2 separate regions of the Mus musculus genome follow, and region 2 is linked to region 1. The links are chromatin contacts, called in public HiChIP or PLAC-seq maps. All regions are on one chromosome and are shown on one strand. Each heading gives the region's core, a stretch centred on a gene start, on an enhancer-like site or on the middle of the called end of the contact. The rest is flanking DNA. Distances are from core to core; before and after follow the strand shown.

What was found. HiChIP or PLAC-seq counts read pairs in DNA pulled down with a chosen protein or histone mark.
Region 2: a contact with region 1 is called in an H3K27ac HiChIP or PLAC-seq map of regulatory T cells, with 6 times the contacts expected there. The contact joins the promoter of Arl5a here to the enhancer-like site in region 1. A contact is called at or near these places in 2 of 39 promoter capture datasets (liver and pre-B cells), 1 of 15 datasets of contacts at CTCF or cohesin (CD8 T cells), 25 of 484 Hi-C or Micro-C datasets (the Ba/F3 cell line, the C2C12 cell line, CD4 T cells and 15 more), 16 of 115 datasets of contacts at active chromatin or transcription factors (CD8 T cells, the SCID.adh cell line, bone marrow-derived dendritic cells and 9 more) and 3 of 9 other capture datasets (adipose tissue, liver and pancreatic islet).

The regions. Positions count from the first base shown.
Region 1 is chr2:52,311,698-52,318,451 of GRCm38.p6, reverse strand. Neb (nebulin) reads left to right here. Exons shown (of 157, transcript NM_010889.1): 11 at 4,572-4,676; 12 at 5,227-5,334. 4930573O16Rik (RIKEN cDNA 4930573O16 gene) reads right to left here. Exons shown (of 4, transcript NR_040620.1): 3 at 5,380-5,459; 4 at 3,212-3,354. Among named protein-coding and RNA genes, the nearest start is that of Neb, 24 kb to the left of the region's middle. Within about 2 kb of position 2,506, at least 48 of the 459 cell types and tissues checked have an H3K27ac peak or open chromatin away from gene starts, as enhancers often do. A contact at or near this core is called in the Ba/F3 cell line, CD8 T cells, the G1E-ER4 cell line and 8 more, where this site is marked.
Region 2 is chr2:52,420,631-52,427,384 of GRCm38.p6, reverse strand. It overlaps Arl5a (ADP-ribosylation factor-like 5A), which reads left to right and starts at 2,511. Exons shown (of 6, transcript NM_182994.2): 1 at 2,511-2,795. The coding sequence starts at 2,750. A430018G15Rik (RIKEN cDNA A430018G15 gene) reads right to left here and starts at 2,373. Exons shown (of 3, transcript NR_165461.1): 1 at 2,230-2,373.

The DNA.
Region 1 (6,754 bases), core at 1,257-3,756:
GTATTCCAAGTGGTCATTTCAAAATAATCCATTTTTAATTTGTATGTAAAGACTATCTCAATTCGAGTAGAATTCTTTTTTATCTAATTTGAGCATGCAGAGTGGACATTTGGAAGTGACTTTTAACTTGCTTTCAAACTTTCCCATAGCCACTCTCCATCAATTTAGATCCACCAATGAAAAACAAGTTGTGCAATTCTGTAAGGCAGCCCTTAGACAAAGCTGACAACTGAGCTCTTAAAACATGACTAGAAAAAAAAAACCCTGAGAATATTAGGGGATTTAGACTCCTACAATAAATTATAGGCAGAGTATCTTAAACAGCAGGCTCTAGCTTCTCAAAGTCTCAGAAAAGTGAAAGTCAAAATGAAATGCCATCACATTATAAGCTAAGAATTCCATTTATGAATTGGAAGAGGGCACATACCTGAGTCTGTTCCCCTAACACCGAGTCTTTCTTTCACACAGGAAGCATAGCCTGGATCTTAAATGCTTACCATGAAGTAAAAACAAATGTAAAATAGCCCGTCTCTGTTTATACCAACTATGTGCTAGAATGGTAGTGCATTGGATCTATTAGGTTAAGTAAAGTATATTAAAGTTCTCTTCCCGCCTGTTCTTTTGCATCTTAAGAGATATGGCTTCTGGACTAGCTTCGTGTCAGGTCTGTCTGGACTGCACACTGTTTGGAGAGGGTGACACAGTATTAAGTACTTGGTAAGAGTTGCACACCTAACTTTGACCTTGTAGAATAATCTGAGCTGAGTGGCTGAAGATGAAGGTCGCTGGGTTTGGCCACAGAGACATAATTTATCCAAGTCTTATCCAGATTCCTAGAGTCTGTTGTGCATCAAAAATACCAGTCTCTTTAGTGAGAAATATTGTACATGGTAGTCATCCAGCAACATGGCATCCAAGCAGAGGCCCAGGCTGCCAAGGGTGACTTCTTTTTGATGCTTTCCCTCATCTTCCCCACGGTCAGGCTTTTTGGATTCCCCACCTCAGCATCTTTGTAGCATCTTTTTCTCCAAAATAGATTTAAAATGTCTCTCTTTCAGACACTTAAAACTCTTGATGCTTCCTTGCCAAGCTATGCCTTCCGTGCCTACTGTCCTTTTTACAGCTTCCTGTTCAGCTGGTAATGATCATACTCTGGCAACGGTTGCACTGATATTACATCCTCTCCATTGGCTCTTCTTACTCTCCTTTTCACAGTATATTCATTTCCTTTTATCTTTGCTAAAACCAGGAGCTTTATGCCAGCACCCTTCTCAGTCTTGGGTATGCTGTGTAGGTGTGACTTAGGTGAATAACGCAGGATCCTGACTTGTTCCTACAACAGATATTCCAGGTGAGAGAACAGGCTCACCAGGACCTGCTGAACGTGGATTCTGCATACACCATTGGGAAGTGCCTTTAGTTTCTCTGTGCTTGCCTCTTTGCTTCCCTCCGGTAGTTTCTCTGTGGAACCTGGAAAGCTTTTGTAAAAAGTATGTCTTGCAGCGGCACATTGTTAAGTAACACGGAGCCCTGATCTTCTGAAATATTCTATTGCATTGAACTAGGGAGATGCCTATGGATCTCACCATAAGGCATTTTATTGAGTCTGGAAAGTAACTCTGGACCAACTACGGTCAATAATGTAACCCAGTGAGGATGCCCTACATGCTCTGAACAATAACTTCTCTGCTAATGGAGATGACTGGTAGCTCAGTGCTAAGCTACTTAGAAGAGAAGTGATTAACTCCTTTCAGTTTCTTTCCATTTGGTAACCATATAAAAACTACCGGTGCCTATCTGGAAAGTGGAAAATGAAGCCATGAGTTTAAGCAAAACACCAGGAAGCCTAATTTTGAAGCCCAGTGCCATTAGCTGTCTAGTGGTAAGGAGAGCCTATGGTTTAAGGAAACAACCACTGTGCCTACTGGCATCTGGTCACCTCCCCCTACAAAGTTGATATTCAGAGCTTGGATCTGACCTGGTATCCTTTCCTCTATTTAACAAGTTTCAGGGAAACTTCAGTCCGATCTTTCTTCTAGGCTGTCATTGATCAACTACAAGAGAGTGGGAGGGAAGATTAAGGAGAAAGTCTCAGGGTTAGACAGAAAGTTCGATGCTGGGCTTCCGATATGGGGGAGACTGCCCACGAGGACACTGCCTGCCTTTTCCTTTCGCCTTCTGGTCAGAGACCTGTCCCTTTGACCTCCTTCCTTCCTGCACATAAAGGGGAATGAGGAGGGTACCCTCCTCAGCAATTAGCAAGCTACAGCCACCCCTTCTCCCATGCAGGGGGACCCCTTACTGACATAAGAGGACTTGGGTATAGACTGTGAGTGATCAGTCCCCAGCCAGACCCATGGCAGGAGGAAATAGCAAGCTTTTATTCCTGGAAGGTGAGAAGAGAGGAAGGACCTTGGAGGAGATGTCGGGGTGGTTTTGTGCTCTGCTCTTTATCTTGTTTAACTACTTCCTCAAAAGCCACAAGTCTATCTCTGTTGTGAGAATTACACTCCTACTCAGTTCTCTGCTGCAAAGCTACACACCCAGCACCCGTTTCTCTGTAACAGCCCAGGGCTGGCCAGGAATAGTATCTGCTGCTTCTCAGTGTTTCAGTGTTGTCACAAAGACCTCTGTATATCAGCTTTTTGATGCCTCAGGTCTCATCTCTTTGCCTAAAGTCCTGAACTGCCCGGCATTCTCCCAACCCCCACCCCACCCCCCGCACAGATCATCAGAAAGACTTAAAGACTGAACCCTGAAATGGGGGAGCATCAAAAACTTCTGAAATGGTTTTTTGTTCTTTGCTTTTTATGTTTGACTACTTTTTATTGTTTTCCTTATTTAGTTTGGTTTTGGCTTTTTGAGACAGAGTCTTACCATAGAACCCAGGCTAATTTTGAATTCATGATTCCCTTGCCTCAAGACTTCTAAAGCACTTTTTTTTTTTTTTTTTTTTTTTGTAACAGATATCTGCCACCATGTTCAAATCAGACTTTTGGAAGCGTTAGTGTTTATGGGTATTTTATTCATCTATCTGATTCTTAAGAAACCTGTTTCCCAAAAGATTAGAAGTACTTCTACGGGCAGCCTTGGCAAGTCCCCAAATCTATTAATTCACTTTCGTTTTGTATTGGGGATTTACTTCAACAGAGGAGGTGTCTTAGTTAGGGTTTCTATTGCCGTGAAGGGACACCGTGACCATGGCAACTCTCAATAAGAAAAACATTTTATTGGGCCTGCTTTCAGCTTCAGAAGTTTAGTCCATTATCATCACGGCAGGAAGCGTGGTGGGGAACAAGCAGGTAGACACCATGCTGGAAAGATAGCTGAGAGCTCCACATCTGGATTGGTAGGCTGTAGGGAGAGACAGACAGCATCTGAAACCTCAAAGCCCACCACCAGTGGCACACTTCCTCCAACAAGGCCACTCCTACTCTAACAAAGCCTCACCTCCTGATAGTGCCACTCCCTCTGAGCCTATGGGGTTGTTTTCATTCAAACCATCATAGGAGGGTAGCTGAATTAGTTAGCAGTCTACTGTAGAGTTTGTTGTTCTGTTTTTGTCTGTTGAGGTAGGTTCTTTCCATGTAACCCAGGATGGCTTGATCTCAAGATTCTACTGTGTCTGCAGATCTGAGTCTTAGACAAATTCAGTTTCTCTCTCTGTGTGTCTGCCTCTCTATCTGTCTCTCTTGTCTAATATACAGTTTTCTCCATTTCCTTATGAGTTGTCATTATTATAATTACTGTACCATACATTTGCTTAGTGCTGTAGATACACAAAGCATCTTTATCATATGATCTTGCTTTATCTTTCTAGCAATGTTCTGTGTAAAATACAGCAGCAGCCCTTGGGATTGAGAAAGTTGAAGTGCTGAATCATTAAGTCAAAACTTTAATAATGACTGTGTCCAGTCATGGGCACTAAAAATCCAGAGATCTAAAATGAACAGCTATAAAAGCTGTTCACGGATAATTAGCATATTGACCATTGCAAAAACAGGAAATAGGGCATTTGGGAGAAATCTGCACTTCCTTTTACGCTGGTTCTGTACATCAGAGCTTGAGTTAGCAGTATAATGGCGAAGGACTTTCTAGTTCCATGAAGGGTGTGGTCGAGGTATAGGTGCATGCAAGCCACCTGACACTGTCTTTGGCATAGCCATGTTAGTCAAGGAGAGTCATTCTAACCCTGCTCTAGCTTTGCCTCATAGTCCCAGATCTGGGGTTGTGTAGGTTAATTCTGTTCCAAGAACACATGGGCCATGATAATTCATAGCAATGTATCTTAGATCAGTGGTGAGGTAACTTCTGCACAGCACTATTTGACTTAGAGTCTAAGTCCCCAAAGTTAACAAAGATAACTAAGAAAGATAGTCTTCTTATCTCTCTCCTTGTTCCCCTTAAGTCAACTTTCTTGCTGGGTCAGTAGACCAGAGTGCAAGATAACTTGAAGATATTCATTGAGGACCTAATACGAACCTCGTCAAGATATTTAATCGTGTACTACAGTCAATTCCTGTTTGTCAACTCTTGATTTCTGTTTTTATTTCATTTTTTAACTCCTCCAGCAAAAATATAAAGAAGACTATGAGAAGAAAGTCAAAGGAAAATGGAGTGAGACACCATGCTTTGAAATTGCAACAGCCAGAATGAATGCTGACAATCTCAGCTCAGTAAGCCGGGATCCGGGGCCAGATGTCCTGGGAGGATAGCTCTTTCTCTAACAGCTTTCAGCTGCTTGCAACATCTCAAGGAATTCTAGAATTCTAGACACTATCTTGACCAAATCACATGGTTTCTACCTTAATTTTCATAGAAACAACCTGGTGAGATCCTCTTATTAATTGCAAAGTATAGTTAGCGTGAATCAAAGTGATTTTGTGGTTTATTCTTTGCCCACTGAAGAAAATTGTAAATTTATAACATCGATTGATTTAGTTTCACTGGAAAACAGAACTCTCGTTCTTTTTCATTCACCTGCTCTGGATTTCCAGTCCTCTTTCCCAGTGAGCCTTTCCAGTTGTTCTCTCAGCCTGTTCTTATTGTCCAGACCACTGTTAAGCTGATAATCATTTTGGCAATGCCCCTGCATTCTCTGATTGAAACCTGACTGGCCTAAACCAAGGGGGAGGGGACGTGCAGACTTGAGGGGTTCTGCCCAGTATACACGGTCATAGAAGTCTGTCTCCACAGCTGTTCTCTAATATCTTTTCTGTCTTACAGAGGAAGTATCAGGAAGACTTTGAGAACATGAAAGACCAGATCTACTTCATGCAGACCGAAACACCTGAGTATAAAATGAATAAACAGGCTGGAGTCGCTGCTAGCAAGGTATTGATCTTCACGCCCTTAGTGGGGAGAACTCATAACTCTTACCTTTGCATATACTGAAAAGGCAGTGGAGTAGATTCTTAGGGAAATTACAAAGCTGAGGCCAGTGCATAGTAGTTCAATGCCTAAAAACAATAAAAAAGAAAACTGTGCTGCAATAACAGTAGAATCCTAACCATCATCTAATTGCCATTTTCATTCATTTCCTGGAGTGGAAGACCTTTTGCTGGCCAAACACATGAAAGGAATTATCTTAGATAGCAGTACTTGCACCAGAAAAAAATAACTGGCAACCTTATATGACGCCATGTGCTTCATACTTAACACTGTCGCTGCTCTTAGGTACTTACAAGTTGGTGATCACAAATAAGATCAGAAGCCCATGGATGTCTTGCTATGCCCTGTAGAGTGACTTTCATAAAAGGGTTATTCCTTGACATCTTAAAGTGGTATGATTTTTATGAAAAGCATAAATATTAAGGCCAAGTAAACTTGTTTGACTAATGCCCTCCGCAGAGCATTGGTTCTGCCAGAGAGGAGAAAGCAGGAAGATTCTTCCACCACTGAGAAAGTGTAAGGCAATGGTGTTCTAGATCAAGATACCAGCAGGACAATGGATGAGAAATATTTTGGAAGTGGAGTACACTTGGTTTGTTGAAGGATTGGATCAGAGAAAGCTTCCAGACTCAGCAGCTAGTTGCACGGGATTTCTCTTGATGGATACGGGGAAGATTGCAGAAGGAGAAGGTGATTGAAAGAGGTTGAAACAGGAGTTCATCTTCAAACATGGTATATTTCAGATGCCTTTTAGATTTGCAGGTGAAAATATCACGTTGTTTGGTCAGTTACATGAGTCTGAAGTTTCAAAGAACCTTCATGGGAATTTTATATACAATTTGGGTATGTTAGTGTGTGAATTGTAATGCCATGAGACCAAACAAACAAAGGATGTAGGGTGGATGGAAAGTATCACAGACTGAACCCTGATGTGCTCCCATGTGAAAATTCCCACCAAGTGAGAGAGGAGCACAAGTGAAAGGTAGCAGGGTTGTTACATCAAGTGAAAGGGGAGAATGGTGTTGTCACCTGTACCAAGTGTTTCTACATGGGTTTGCTAGTGCATTGTCACTGGCAGCCCAAAGAACAGTTTGGTTGTGCTTGCTTGGAGAGGGCTCATGACCGAATAATAAATAGAAAACCACTAAAGATCAGGATATATTAAGCTTTTTCAAGTGTTTTCCCAAAAGAAGCAAGAATGGGTGATAGCTGGTGGTAGAGAAGGTGCTAAGGAAAGTTTTCAAATAGAATACAAAATCCCATGCTGCTGTGCTGATGGGAAAATCCAATAGAGAGGTAACATTGAACCGATGCTGATGGAAGCTGCTGGATTGACGCCCTTGAAGGAGGGGAGATCTGGTTT
Region 2 (6,754 bases), core at 1,262-3,761, 110 kb before region 1:
AATTTCTTGTCTTTTCCTATAGCATACAACGTCAGTACAGTAATTTAACTATAGACTCTAACCACTGTCTTCCAGCAATAACTATAAGTTATTCGATGTCCCTGTGTTCAGATCTGCTATCACATCTTCTATGCATGACCAATACAATTCTATTAGATTTAGAATATTGCAAATTATTAGTGATGTCTACTTTTTAATACTCCTTTGTAGAACATCAAACTTGTTTCAACTGGCAGTTGCTCTCTTGGTCAAAGTCCTTAGGCGCTTTTAAGACTGGTCTCAGTTCCGGCTTACTCTTGGGCTTAGCACCTTTTTAACATCCAAGCATCTACTGATGTCCTAGGTGTGTTTTTACTGACTGAAGGGACCATTTTACATTAATGACTCCTGATCCTTTGGGGCAATTATCTGGGGATCCTTTTGCAATAATCCTGGTATGATTTTTTTTTTCTCTAGAAACTATTACTAGTCAACAACCTAGGGTTTCACCCTGTATGAGTCATATGGAGGTAAAGACTGCTTCCCTAATTCTAGCCTCCCTGACTCCGGAAGCACACAGCTGTGTCTTCATGGTAAGAGACTGTCCCCCTCTTATTTGGCTATCCACTCCCTCTGGAGTTGCCTGGGAATTGTTTTTGCTAAGGAGGGCAAATACAGAGCAATGGCAAAGCTCACTGTTTCTCTTTAGTTCCACAGGCTGTTTCCCAGTATCTGGAAACAGTTGTTTCTTGTGTTGTATCCAGTATTCTGCTTGTTAACTGTAGAATGGTAAAGCACATGTTTTACTCTCTCCTGCCTTGAAGCTGAGGTCTTTCATGGCATTTTGCTCATGACTTTAAAAATGGATAAAATATTTAGAAGGTCTCAGAAGGAAGAACAAAATGTTTGATATCCCTCATTAAAGATTCCCAGTTACATCTATAGTTAACAATTTTGTATTTTGTCTACTAAAGTCAGCCAAGATTCTACTAGTCAACTCCATCCCCCCTTCTGTGAGGGACACTTGGAAAATAGCCTAAGAGACCATTTCCTTAATAGAGTTCTAAAACACAGATCTCTAACTTCATGGGTAAATGTAGGTCTGGCATACATTAATAAGTTGCCAAAGACATGTGGGAATTTGTAAAATGACTCAGAGCCGCTAAAGCCCTGCCTAAACTGGATGGGAATGGAATCACTAAAGAGCTCATGTAAGTTGGTTATGCGAACATTGATCTTCTAAACAGCCCACTGGCTATTAAGTATATCCAGATCTAATTCTCCTTTATGTATGCCTCCTCTAAGACTGGCATTTGAACGCAAGCCCCCAAAGAAGATGAAGAACTCTTTCCCATACATTGAGCTATACGGTAGTATATGGTTAGGAGTCAGGCAGAGTATAGTGCTTCATTTCATGTGGCTGTTGAGGATAAGGTCGGGAACAGCTCGAAAGGGCCTTTCACAAGTCTCCCACATTTTTCCGTCTCTGCCTTTTTTTTTTCCCTCCCTTTTACAAACTTAAAGAGGATAGAAAGAGATGATGCTGATTCTACTCTTTTTGTTTGTTTATGTGTGTGGAAGAAGTAGACAACCCCAGTTTCTCTTTGAGTCAAAACTATCACAGTCGTCAGTTAACCTCAGGAATCGACCCTGTTCCTACATCAGGAATATGGAGATCTAGAGTCTACCTGTTTAGCTAAAGGGAACTAAAGTAAACAAAAACAAAACACAGGCAAGAACTCTTCGTTCGGATCAAGTTCGCCAGCGATTACTTATATTTTACTTTTCAGCCACTTATCCTGCGGGGAGTGGGGGTGGGGGTGCGCAGGGGCGCAGAGCTGGACACTCGCATACCAGGAGGCACAACTGTTTAAACTTTAGGCAAGCAGCAGAATGAAGAGCACAGACAGCATTTGGCCATCTATTTAACATGATGGTGACTCCTGAATGAGAGAAAAAGACGATCATATCGTGAAGACCAGTGAGTTTCTTGTCTACAGTCTTTTTGGACTCAGCTCAGACGGCTTTTGTGCCTTAAGATTTTTAAACCGGGGAGATACTTAAGGAAAAGTGTTCTAGCCAAGAGTGGCCTGAGAGCAGAGGGAGATTGGAGAGGGAAGAGCGCTGAGAAGCAAAGGTAGAAGTACGAAAAACCGCAGCGACAAAAAAAAAAAAAAAAAAAAAAAAAATAGGCCAATGATTTCTGCTGCTTGTCAGGGAAAATAGGCTCTAAAGAGACTTAAAGCTTACCATCGTCGGGGTCCAAACCTGGCACTTTTGGAGTTGAGTATGGTTACATATTTGCATTGTGACTTAGAAACAACCTCAAATCCCCGACATTGGCGCGCCTAAAGCGCCGCAGCCTTCCTTCCACTGACCCTCCGCGCCGCAGAGGCCTCCCAGCCCCTCGCCCCGCCTCCAGCCCCCTTGCCCCGCCTCCAGCTCCCTCGCTCCGCCTCCGGGCACGGCGCCTGCGCAGTCCCCTCGCTCCGCCCCGCCCCTGCCCGAGCCACCGCCGGAGAGGAGCTGGGGGAGGACGGTGGCCCGCGAGGTTCGAGCAGACAACGCGGCGGCGATGTCCGCGAGCCAGGCGAGCGCCGCGGCGGTAGCGGCGGGGCCTCGCGCGTGGCTGGGCGGCCTGGGCTGCGGCCTCCCCGCGGGTCCCTGGAAGCGGGCGCGCGGCCGGCGCGGGAGCAGAGGCGGAGGCCCCGGCGCGTCCTTCTGCCCCGCAGCCTGAGCCCGGGAGGCTGGAGGGCTCCGCTGCCCGAGGATGGGAATTCTCTTTACCCGGATCTGGAGGCTGTTCAATCACCAGGGTGAGGCTGGGCCGGGCGGGGAGGTCCCGGCCCTTGTCGGGCAGGAGGGTCGCCTTTGTCTCCGGGGAGCTGGGGAGAGGTTCCTCCCGCCATACACCCATTTCTCCGATTTGATCGCGAGCGCAAAAGGTGCCCTGCCCCACGCCGAGGGCCCAGCGCGCTGCCTGGCCTGCTTCCATCCCCGTCGCCTGCCCGCAATTGTGTTTGGGCCGCACGGGCAACAGCTGGGGTTCTAGAGTGAGGACCGAGGGCCCTGACCCTAGCGGCGCCACCGAGCCCACGGCTTGCAGAATGCGGAAAACTGGAACTAGTGCTGGATCCGTCTGGTTCGCTTTGGGGGGTGGGGGTGGGGGTGGGGGTGGGGGGGATGGGCGGGGAGACCCTCGCTGCGGAATAGTGATGGAGTGTCTCTCCTTTGCGCCGTTTGTCTCAGTGGTAAAGGTCAAGCCTAAGGTCGTTTTCTTTCTTAGGTTATTAGAAGGTTTTGGGTTTTGTTTTGTTTTGTTTTGTTTTTGGCCCTTGTTAAAGTGTTTCGCTGAAAGCTTTTAAAAGCCTGCCTCGGGAGGCAGGCTTCATTAGCATTAGGTAACTAGCAGGTTACTGTGTTAAGTTCGCCTAAATGCAGACATTTGCCACGGAAAGGCATAGGGGATTTATTAAAAAAAAAAATTACAAAATGGGTGTGTGATACTGGAGAGAATATGGTCCTAACAGAACTACATAGTTACTGAAATGAAATATAGTGCTTTTTTTTAAAAAAAGCTCTACTTGCAGTTCATTCCATCTGTCAAGCACGTACAGTTTTTCTCTTGTATAAGCTGGTAGCGTTGTCGCACCCCCACTTTTTCCAGTTAAAACTTAATGAACGGTGGCGCCTACTATTTAGAAGGAGCAGTTGCCGGGCTTGCTCCTCCTCTGGGATAGAGCTGGTTTTATGGGACTTGTAATCCCTAGTGGGTTCTGCTTTTTTTAATAATAATTTTTTTAAAAATGATACCTAAGATAACGGTACTAAATGAAGTGGAAGGCAATAAAGAGGATATTTCCATTAGCTCTGTCTGGTCAGCAGAGAACGTGTGACGGGGTAGTGGTTTCTAGTGGCTTCATAATTCTGTGGGTTTAGATACTCTCACCTAGCACAGGAGGGATTTGTGGGGTCTACAGTTTTTGAATATTTAATCTCTAGGTTTGAAGTACTAAAGGTTACATTGTTGTAGAACTGGTGATATTTGTGTGGGTAATAAGTGTTCTTATTCTAGTTCTGTCCTCTACAGTCTTGAATTTAGTGAGACTAGTGTTTCAGTTCTGCTTTGGTTTAGAAAGACCTTTTGCTTTAAAGTGTCTCTGGTACTGGTCTCACTTTCTTCTTTGAGTCAGTGACCAAACCGTTGCTGTAACTTAAAAAATGAATTAGAACTTTAAAAGAAACTCACCTAGTTGCACATGATAGCAGGAATGCATTGGTAGCAGCACAGATCTTGTGCTCTGCATTTTGTAGTAGCATTTGCCTGAACGTTTACTCAGAGTTTGAAAATTAACAAGAGGATTAATAGAGTCCAGTTCCTAGGAAATTACCAGTCAATAGAGTGAGATCGTGAAGAAAAAAAATCGTTAAATGGTCTCTTCCCAGCTCAGTAGCCTCACGGAATTCACTGTCACAAACACTTGTTGCTAGTCTTGGACCTGTGGAGAAGGGGGCACATAAGTTAGGTGTGTCTTCGATGCTTTGTTTTACAGAAGGATCAGCACACGTTTCTATACTCTTTTCATGGAGAGCTGCGGAGAGAGGCTTTGGGTAATTGCAGAGTTTGCTATATCGATGAACGCAGAGACTTAGCAGCTCTGGCTTCTCAAAAAGCAGCTGCTCAATTAAAGCTGAGCTGGTGAACTGCTTGCTGGGCCCAGAAAACCAGAGCTATGTTTAGGTGGGGCACAGATTCCGGAGCGCTCAAACTTTATTCTAGATACTGCCATTTATTGACACCATTAAAAAGTATTGTAGCTGGGGCTGTAGCTTAGTTGGTAGAGGGCCTGCCTCCCTTTCACCACACCCATTCAAGAGATAACGGGATGTGGTGGTGGGGTCCCCTGTGATCCTGTCACGTAGGATGCACGTCCTTGGTTACATAGTAAAGTTAAGGCCAACCTGGGCTAACATGAGATTCTGTCTCCGAATATTTTCCTGGAAGAGAGGAAGCAGGCTCGAGTGACTTCTGTCAGACAATTGGGAAAGGAAACAAGTGTGTTGATGCTTGTTGATCTTTTTAAGAAGCCACTGTCAGCTTTTCTGTCCCCTCTTTTCTCCCTGTTGACTGAGTTGTGAATCTTTAGCTTAGATTTAGGTTTGCCAACAATGACTGTATCTCTAGAACTTGTTACCAGTGTTTGGTTTAAATACCTTTCTAGGGCAGCAGTTCTCAACCTGTGGGTCTCAATCTCTAAGACCATGGGAAATCATTGATTTTTTTTACTTTTATAACAGTAGCAAAATTATAGTTATGGAGTAGTAACAAAAATTTATGGCTGAGGGGGTCACCACAACATGAGGAACTATGTAAAAGGGTCTTCGAATATGGGAGGCTGAGAACCACGGCTCTGGGTGTTGGGAATAAGTCGGAGAATGAAAGAGACAAATCCCCTCGCCTTTACAAAGCGGCTTGTTATAGTCCAGGGCAGCAGAAAAGAAACCCAGCCTGTCTCTATAGATGAAGGAGCACTTCGTAATTCTGGTGACTTTTGCAACACTGGTTCCAGTTGTTCCATCGGGTGTTGGTTAATCTGCCTCAGTTCTGTTCCTTCTAAAAACTTTCTTCTTTAAAGATGCTCATTAGGGCTTTATTTATTTAAAATAATAGGCCTGGGATGTTAAACAAGGATCTCTAGTGCCAGCGTGTTCTCATCACCCCTACCCCCACCACACACACACACACACACACACACACACACACACCTTTATAAAGAATGTGGTAGGTGAAGGAAGATCCTTTCCAACACCTACGTAGACTGTAAAAGGTTGTGGAGTTTCCCTCTTGGCAGCCTTGCTCCTCCCTCTGCTCATTGGTTGTTAGTTAGGAAAGGAACCAAGTTATGAATGAGTGCTGGCAAAGGCACAGGCTGTGTTGGTCTTGTGTTGGAGAAGCCACCTCAGTTCCTGGTCTTTTTTTCAAGGGAGTTCAACCATGCAGGAGTGTACAGCAGGAAGGTGACTGGACATTGTACGCTGTCAGGAGCTGTCAGGACGCTGCCTCTTAGCTCCAGGTGGAGCTCACTGGAGGGACCTTGGGGGAGGAAATGCTCGTTCCTGGTGACAGTGTGCACTCTGGACGAGCTGTTTGTAGCACATGCACCTTCACCCTTGGTACCTGGGGCTTTCGTGGCATGGTGATTACTTTTATCTTCTCAGCAGGACCTCGCTCTAATCTGTATGAGACATTTTCTTTGTGAGACTTCCCAACCTCAAGTTAGTGTGTGATTTCTGCCTCCTAATGGCTCGCTGATTTTCATCTTTGTTTCTCATTGTTTTTTCCTCCCTCGGCAATGTCTTCAAAGCAAGTCTTTGTTACTGAAGTTTTAGCTTAATCAGGTGTGTCTGAATGTTTGATGTTGGGACGCAACTTGTCATCTACAACGTTCATGCTCAGAATTGCATGGTCAAATTTTACCAAAAAAAAAGTAAAAAACGTCATAGTGTTTTAAATAAATTTATGGCTTTTGTGCTGGGTCATGTAGAATTGACATGCCTGCCAGACCTAGACTTAGTAAGGCTAAGTGATATTTTGAATATGAGATGATAGAGGTGTTTGTGTTTTCCAACTTTATGTAATTCATAGAGATAGAAGGTTTTTAGATGACAGTTACTTTTAATTGTTTTGATTAGTTTACCAAATAGTTGTCAGATACAGACAACCAGTGGACTAGTAGTGTGCCTGGGTGTGTCAGAGAAAAGGAAGGAGGAAAGA